Regions from separate parts of the Rattus norvegicus genome. Here region 1 is linked to region 2. A link is a contact called in public Hi-C data. All regions are on one chromosome and are shown on one strand. Each heading gives the region's core, a stretch centred on a gene start, on an enhancer-like site or on the middle of the called end of the contact. The rest is flanking DNA. Distances are from core to core; before and after follow the strand shown.

Region 1 (3,699 bases), core at 213-2,712, 170 kb after region 2:
CTGCTGGACACGTGTATTCCCCCACTGCACCCTACTGCTCAATTGCCCTAGGAGGTTTTTAAAATTGACCAAGGCGGAGGTGACTCTCCTGGGCCTTGCTCTATGGGTGATACCATGCAAAGAGCTCAAGCACGAATTTTGGGGGGCAGAGGGTAGGCAGCTCCTTTTCTGGGATCCTGAGGGTGGATCCTTGCCCTGCCCCCAAACCCTGGAAAGCCCTCCAATCTCCTTTCACACATACCAAACCTGCAGAGGGAGGGTTGGGAGGACAAGAGGGAGCTGGAAACTATAAAAATGTGCTGCCCAGTACAAGAGTGGAAGGACTTGATGGGGTGGGGGTGGGGGCCAGAAAGACAAACTGTATGAGTGTCCGACGTAGGAATGGGAGATAGCCGGGCAGAAATAAAGACCCACAGGTTAAAAGAGACCAAGGAAAGAGCTAGAAACAGTAATGGACGGATTGACTGGGGGAAAAAAAGAAAGAAAAAGCAAAAACCAAGAGTCAGAGAGATGGAGGAACTCACGCACATGGAGAGAGAGAGAGAGAGAGAGAGAGAGAGAGAGAGAGAGAGAGAGAGAGAGAGAGAGAAGAAAGAACAAGGATAAAAAGCAAACAGCCACTCAAAGGTCTAAAGTGAGGGAGTTCTGGTGGGTTGGAAACAGAAGAGGCCAAGATCCTTCCCTCTGACACCAGTCTCAGGGCCACTTCCCTAAGCCCAAACAACCCAAATTGGTCAACACTCCGAGGTCCCCAAGGGCTCCCACTGAGAACGCCTCCTAGAGCCCGCTGCCTAGAGCCAACACTGCCACACGCGGCGTCGAGGATTGCCATTAGGCTGGCATTGCGCTCCCGACCCAACGCCCCCGCTCCCGCCGGGCTGGACCGGGGAGAGGCCCACAATGGCCGAACCGCCCCCGCCACGGGCGGATTGGGAGCTAAGAGGCGCTGTCCTCAGAGAATCGCATCACTCTGGCCGGGCCGAGGGTGAGACCGGGTCAAGATGCTCGGGTCGCGCGAGCCAGAGGAGGAGAAAGGGGGAAGGCTGCCGGTCGGCCCGGGACGCCGGTAAAGCCGGCCGGAGACGGACTTCCAGAGCTCTGTGGGAGCGGAGAGCCAGGACCGCGCTCAGCAGCCCGGGGAGTCCCGCACGCACGTCGGCCAGGAGGGCGCGGGAACAGCGCTGAGCGCACGATGCGCGCGACCCAGGCCGCGGGGCCGGTTTACACCGCCGCGTGGGTCACGTGGCCCGGGCGGGTCCGCCGCTGTGCGGCTGGGGGGCCCGGGGCGCGCGGAGCGGGGGGAGGCGAGCGCGCCCCGGCCAGGCTCGCGCCCTGCGCTCTGCGCTGGCCCCTGGGCGCGGGAGCCGCCCCCGGCCCCCCCGCGCTCTGCCCGCCGCGGGGCGCGCGCCCTCTATATAGCGCGCCCCTGCCCGGTCCGCGCCAGGTCACCTGCCACCGAGTGGGCACCGCACCGCGCGCAGAGCCCCGCAGACAGACGCCCGCCGCTACCAGCGCCGCCCCGACGGCCGCCCCGCAACCCTCCCGCTGCCACCGGGCCCCCAAGGCCACCATGAAAAAGGAGGTGTGCTCCCTTGCCTTCTTCAAGGCGGTGTTCGCAGAGTTCCTGGCCACCCTCATCTTCGTCTTCTTTGGCCTGGGCTCAGCACTCAAGTGGCCCTCGGCTCTGCCCACCATTCTGCAAATCTCAATTGCCTTTGGCCTGGCCATAGGTACCTTAGCCCAAGCTCTGGGACCTGTGAGTGGTGGCCACATCAATCCAGCCATTACTCTGGCCCTCTTAATAGGAAACCAGATCTCGCTGCTCCGAGCTGTCTTCTACGTGGCAGCCCAGCTGGTGGGCGCCATTGCTGGGGCAGGCATCCTGTACTGGCTGGCGCCACTCAATGCCCGGGGTAACCTGGCCGTCAATGCGGTGAGTGTCCACCAGACTGTGGAGGGATGGCCAGGGACGCTGGGGACATTTCAGACCAGATCCTCCATGCTTCCCCCTTCTTAAGAAAGGATAAAGGGTACAAGCCAAGCAACAGTGCACAACTATGCCGGTAAGAACAGGCTGACCAACCTCCTAGCCAAGCTCGGTGCTCCCTGGTCCTGGCTCCTTGGTCCTGGCTTCTCTTCACATTCTACCTCCTCTACCCTTCCCTCTTAGGCCGCTCTTCCTGGCCTAACTCCCCCTGGCCACCGAGACATCTCTTCAATTTCTAATCTCACCTGTGAGTTCTTTCTTGTCATCCCCTTGGTGGTGTCATTTTAACAGACCCACCAGAGAGCAAGGGGTAGTAGTAATCAGTCCCGGTCTAGAGCAACCGTGATCTCCCTGGGCTTCCAGTTTATTAGCCATTACGTGGAGGTGATTAGAGCACAGTGTCGTGGGGATTGCACTTGGAAGCCATGATGGGACACCGCCCCCAATACTGGCTCCCTCTTCTGTAATCCCTGTTCCTGCCTCCTGTTGTCTCCCCATTTTTGGAGCCCTAGATTCAGCCCCCTGTCCCATGTGAACTGGGCTCATTAATCAAACACAGAGGAGGATTTTCTCGGCCATTGTCAAGCTGTGAGTCAGCCACTGGAGAGACGGGTTTGAAGTTGGCACTGGCAGTGGGTCAGGCACGGATAGGAGGCCAGGGGCTGTTTGCAGTAGGCAAACTGGGCAGCTGCCCACAGGAGGGAGGGTAAATGCCAGCTCATGGGGGCTGGGGATTGGGCAGAGTCGTTGACATGATGGCACCCAGGAAAACTCGCTGACACCCTACCCTCCGGCTACAGGCCTGAGAGCTTCAAGCTTGTGCACACTGAAGTGCGGTTTCTCCAATAGCCCGTCTGGGTCATGCTCTTGGCTTCCAAGAGCTCAGGCTCTAGGTGTCCTTGAAGACCAGAGCCTCGCTTGTCTACCCCTGTCACAGAGCCTGAAGGCAGCAGGCTCCTAACCCAGCTCTTCCTTACAGCTGAACAACAACACAACGCCTGGCAAGGCCATGGTGGTGGAGTTAATCTTGACTTTCCAGCTAGCCCTCTGCATCTTCTCCTCCACCGACTCTCGCCGAACCAGCCCTGTGGGCTCCCCAGCCTTATCCATTGGCTTGTCTGTCACACTGGGCCATCTTGTGGGGGTGAGTAGTGCTGACACAAGCTGGGGTGTCGTGGAGTTGAACACCAGCTCCTCCAGATGGATAAGACCCAGCAGAGTTTAAGACCTGGTCTTGACTATCTAGGCTGTTGCCTTACTGGACCCTAGGTTTAATGTTGCCCACCCCCCCCAAAAAAAAACCCTCTCTGGACTGAGAAACTGAACGAGTGGAAGGAAGGGAGCATAGAGACTCAAGCTGAAGCAAAGGCTGAGAAGGCAGGGGATGTGTTTAGGAGTGTGTGGTGGGCAGCTGGGCTGCATGGACAGTCAGCATCCTAGAAACTGAGAAACCTGGATTTGAGATGTGGCTGGCCCCTGCACTGTATGACCCCCGAGAGAGTCAGAAATCTGTGGGAGTGGAAGGGATGGTGCCCTCCTCACCATGAACCCCCCATCTACCCAGATCTACTTCACCGGCTGTTCCATGAACCCAGCCCGATCTTTCGGCCCTGCGGTGGTCATGAACCGGTTCAGCCCCTCTCACTGGGTAAGTGTGGCCTTCCTCCCGCTCCTCATGGCAGGCAGCGTGCTGAACTGAAAGTCCTGAAGTG
Region 2 (3,693 bases), core at 1,116-3,615:
GATCTCTGAAGACAGGGGTCACCTCTCCTGGCCCTCCACTCCACACCTCAGCTCCCTCACCAGCAACACTTCCCTTGGATGAAGCCCACAGTCTTCCTTTTTCTAAACCTGAAACCAGGGTATGCACCTGCTGTACACTCTCAAAAACCTCGCCTTCCCCAAGCCTGGTGCCAGGGACTCCCAGGCTCTGCCCTCCACTGGCTCCGGCCCCATGAGGATGAGACGCAAGTATTCCCCAAACTCCATCTTTGATGACATCTCCATATCCCTGGGCAAACGGTGAACACGGCTGCCCTTGAGGTGGCCGAGTGACAAGATGGTACCACACCAGAAACATTTACACAAACCAGCGCTTCAGAGACACAGCTTATTAGTGATGCAGACCTGTGAGCCTCACGCTGGTGAAGCAGAGGCAGGAGGATTGCAAGTCTGAGTCAGGCCTGAGCTATATTATCAGGACTGTGTCTCAAAAACTAATAATCAGGGGTTGGGGATTTAGCTCAGTGGTAGAGCGCTTGCCTAGCAAGTGCAAGGCCCTGGGTTCGGTCCCCAGCTCCGAAAAAAAAGAAAAAAGAAAAAAATATATATTTATTTAAAGATTTATTTATTTATTTATTTATATGAATACACTGTAGCTGTCTTCAGACACAGAAAAGGGCATCAGATCCCATTACAGATGGTTGTGAGCCACCATGTGGTTGCTGGGATTTGAACTCAGGACCTCTGGAAAGCAGTCAGTGCTCTTAACCTCTGAGCCATCACTCCAGCCCCATATATTTTTATAAAACATATACCTATATATTTTATTTTTTATTAAATACATTTATGGGTGAGCAAGTGCAGAGCACAAAATTTAAGTCAGAGGACAGCTGTCAAGAGTCTGTTTTCAGGGCTGGGGATTTGGCTCAGTGGCAGAGCGCTTGCCTAGGAAGTGCAAGGCCCTGGGTTCGGTCCCCAGCTCCGAAAAAAAAGAACCAAAAAAAAAAAAAAAAGAGTCTGTTTTCTCCTTCTATCATGTGAGTCTGGGGAAGGGAACTGAGGTTGTCAGGCTTGGTGGTAAGGCCTTTACTGTGAGCCACCAGGGGCTGTTTTTGAAACAGGCTCTTCTGTAGCTGAGGCTACATTCTGTAGCTCGGAAGGCCTGGAGAGCCTGACCTCCTGCCCCTCCCTCCCAGGTGCTGAGGTCACAGGTGTTAACAACTCACACCTGGCTTCCAAAAAGGTTGCCCCCCACCCCCCGTGTGTGTGTGTGTGTGTGTGTGTGTGTGTGTGTGTGTGTGTGTGTGTGTGTTTGAAACAGTTTCTTTGTGTAGGCCTGGATGACTTAGAACTCACTCTGTAGACCAAGTTAGCCTCAAACTTAGAGATCCACCTGCCTCTGCCTCCCAAGTGCTGGGATCAACAGTGTGAGCCACCAAACTTGGCCTTGCTTTCTTATTAAGACAGCCTGTTATTGGGGGTTGGGAATTTAGCTCAGTGGTAGACCGCTTGCCTAGAAGTACAAGGCCCTGGGTTCAGTACTCAGCTGAGGGGGTGGGGGGGGGAAGACAGCCTGTTATTGAACCTATGACTTAGCATTGTCCCGCCTGGCTACTTATCAAGCCCTGATAGCCACCTGGTTTTGCCCACCCCCTCCCCCTTCCCTTCCCCAAGTACTGAGGTTACAGACACACACCTTCTAGCCTGGCTTTTATGTAGGTGCTGGCTAGGTGTTTGAAACTAGGGTTCATGTTCCCACAGCAAGAGGTACCCTGAAACTGGAGTTAGGGATGGCTGTGAACCAGCCCAAATTTAGGTCTTTAATAATTAAAACTTTTTTTTTTTTGGTTCTTTTTTTCGGAGCTGGGGACCGAACCGAGGGCCTTGCGCTTCCTAGGCAAGCGCTCTACCACTGAGCTAAATCCCCAACCCCTTTTTTTTTTTTTTTAAAAAGCTGGTCCCTACTCTAAAATCAGACAGGTCCACAAGTACTTACGGTGAGGCGAGCTTGTGGCTTTAAGGGATTTATTTATACCACTTGAATTGCCCCAGAGAGCAAGGGCGGGGTCAGGAGTCTGCCGAAGCGCATGTTTTCTTTTTTTAAACTTTTTTAAAGGAAACAAAACATACTATTTGTAGGGGAAAAGGAGGGGAGCGATAAAGCCCTGGCAGCCCAGTGAGGCTCAGTTCTTTTTCTTTTTTGGGGTGTGGGGAGGGAGGGCGGGGAGTCCTGCAAAAAGAGAGGTGCCAGTGTGGGCTGCCTCTTTCCCACCTTTTGCTTTTGGCCTTCTGGGGGGAGGGCAGCTGTTTGGCAGTCTGAACTTCCTGTGTTCAGGAAAACCAGCTGAGGTCTTACATGAACATTCGCCCATTGTTCTTGAGGAGAGTGAGGTCACTGGAACTTTGCAAGCAGCTGTTGCAAACGGAGACACCAAGTGTTCTGCCCCAGCCAGGATCAAGGAGGCTTTCAGCGAAGCTTTTCTTGGCGGCCAAGAAACTGGGTTCCCTGGAGTATCAGTAAACGCACCCACATGCTCCCTCCGGTGTGGGCGGGGTCAGGGGCTGGGCATTATCATCTGGGCTAATGCTGACTGGGCTCAGGCAGAACCATGGTGGGCAGGGCTGCCTCCGGGGACCATTATGGTCCATGCCCTGGGTCATTTCTCCAGTCAACTCGTACTGACCCAGGGAGTGAGGTGGCACCTGGTATATTCAAGTTCCTAGCATACTGACCAGATCCTGGAGAGAACACGGATGGGCCCTTTGGTCTTAGCTTTGAAGGGAAGGAGATGTAAGGAAATCAAGCCCACCATGCCAAATTCCTTTCCAGGAAGGAACGGGATCCAGAAGGCCAAAGCAGTTCTAACAGGAAATGATGTAATGCATCAGACTTAGACCAATAATAGGTCAAGAAACCAGTCAGGAGGATGCAGACTTCTTTAGCCCTCCTAGGAAGAGGGCAGGAATGAGACTGCATCATCAGACCCTTGTTAATTTCTTTAATGATGACCTCAGCTGAAGGAAGAAGGCAGAGGCCAGATGTGGGACGGAGCACAGAGCATGAAGGAGAAGGCTGCTGACAGGACCACCTGGCCTTCCACAATCTAATATACAGATGAGGAAAACCAAGGTCTGTAGTGATACGGTTATTTGGAACGCCAGCTCTGGTGATAAATATCCTTGGCTTCTTCTAGTGCTCCCAAGCCATACAGAGATGGTTTATAAAGCATGGGGACATGGGGAGAGAGACTGCATGGTGTGCAGGTGTGAGGGGATTCCTACCAGGCTTCTTCCCTTTCAGCCTGGGTAGTCATTGACTTGTTCTACGCCTTCACATAAGCCAGTGAGACTGCTCTGAACTGGCCTGTCCCCTATCTGGCACACGGAGGGGCTTGAGTGCATGATCACAGACCTCTTCTCCCATTTTCTCTCCAAGGCTGCATGGCCTTGTGCCCCACCAAGTCAGGGACATTCTCCCAATCTTAGATCTAAGCAGGTCCCTGTAAGTCACCTCCTAGGGGTCTCCAGCCATCTCCTCCAGGGCACACAGCCTCACAAAGCCCTGAAAGTGCACACCCATCCACCTGAAGGGTTATAGAGAAGACAGCATATGGTGGCGTTGCCATACAACAGTCGCGGTGGGGAGAGGCCTCCATATTTTATTAGGGATACCGCAGGAGCAGAGGCTGCCATTCAACAACAGATAAATTAACC

What was found. A called contact is a pair of places that touch in the nucleus more often than the background predicts.
Region 1: a Hi-C map of Schwann cells shows a contact between it and region 2, with 8 times the contacts expected there. The contact joins the promoter of Aqp5 here to the enhancer-like site in region 2. A contact is called at or near these places in 3 of 12 Hi-C or Micro-C datasets (the A7r5 cell line, Schwann cells and mammary epithelial cells).

Annotation. Positions count from the first base shown.
Region 1 is chr7:132,600,066-132,603,764 of GRCr8, forward strand. Aqp5 (aquaporin 5) reads left to right here and starts at 1,463. Exons shown (of 4, transcript NM_012779.2): 1 at 1,463-1,933; 2 at 2,967-3,131; 3 at 3,552-3,635. The coding sequence starts at 1,571.
Region 2 is chr7:132,430,611-132,434,303 of GRCr8, forward strand. It overlaps Nckap5l (NCK-associated protein 5-like), which reads right to left. Exons shown (of 13, transcript NM_001271369.3): 13 at 2,964-3,693. Among named protein-coding and RNA genes, the nearest start is that of Tmbim6, 26 kb to the left of the region's middle. Within about 2 kb of position 2,366, at least 35 of the 93 cell types and tissues checked have an H3K27ac peak or open chromatin away from gene starts, as enhancers often do. A contact at or near this core is called in Schwann cells, where this site is marked.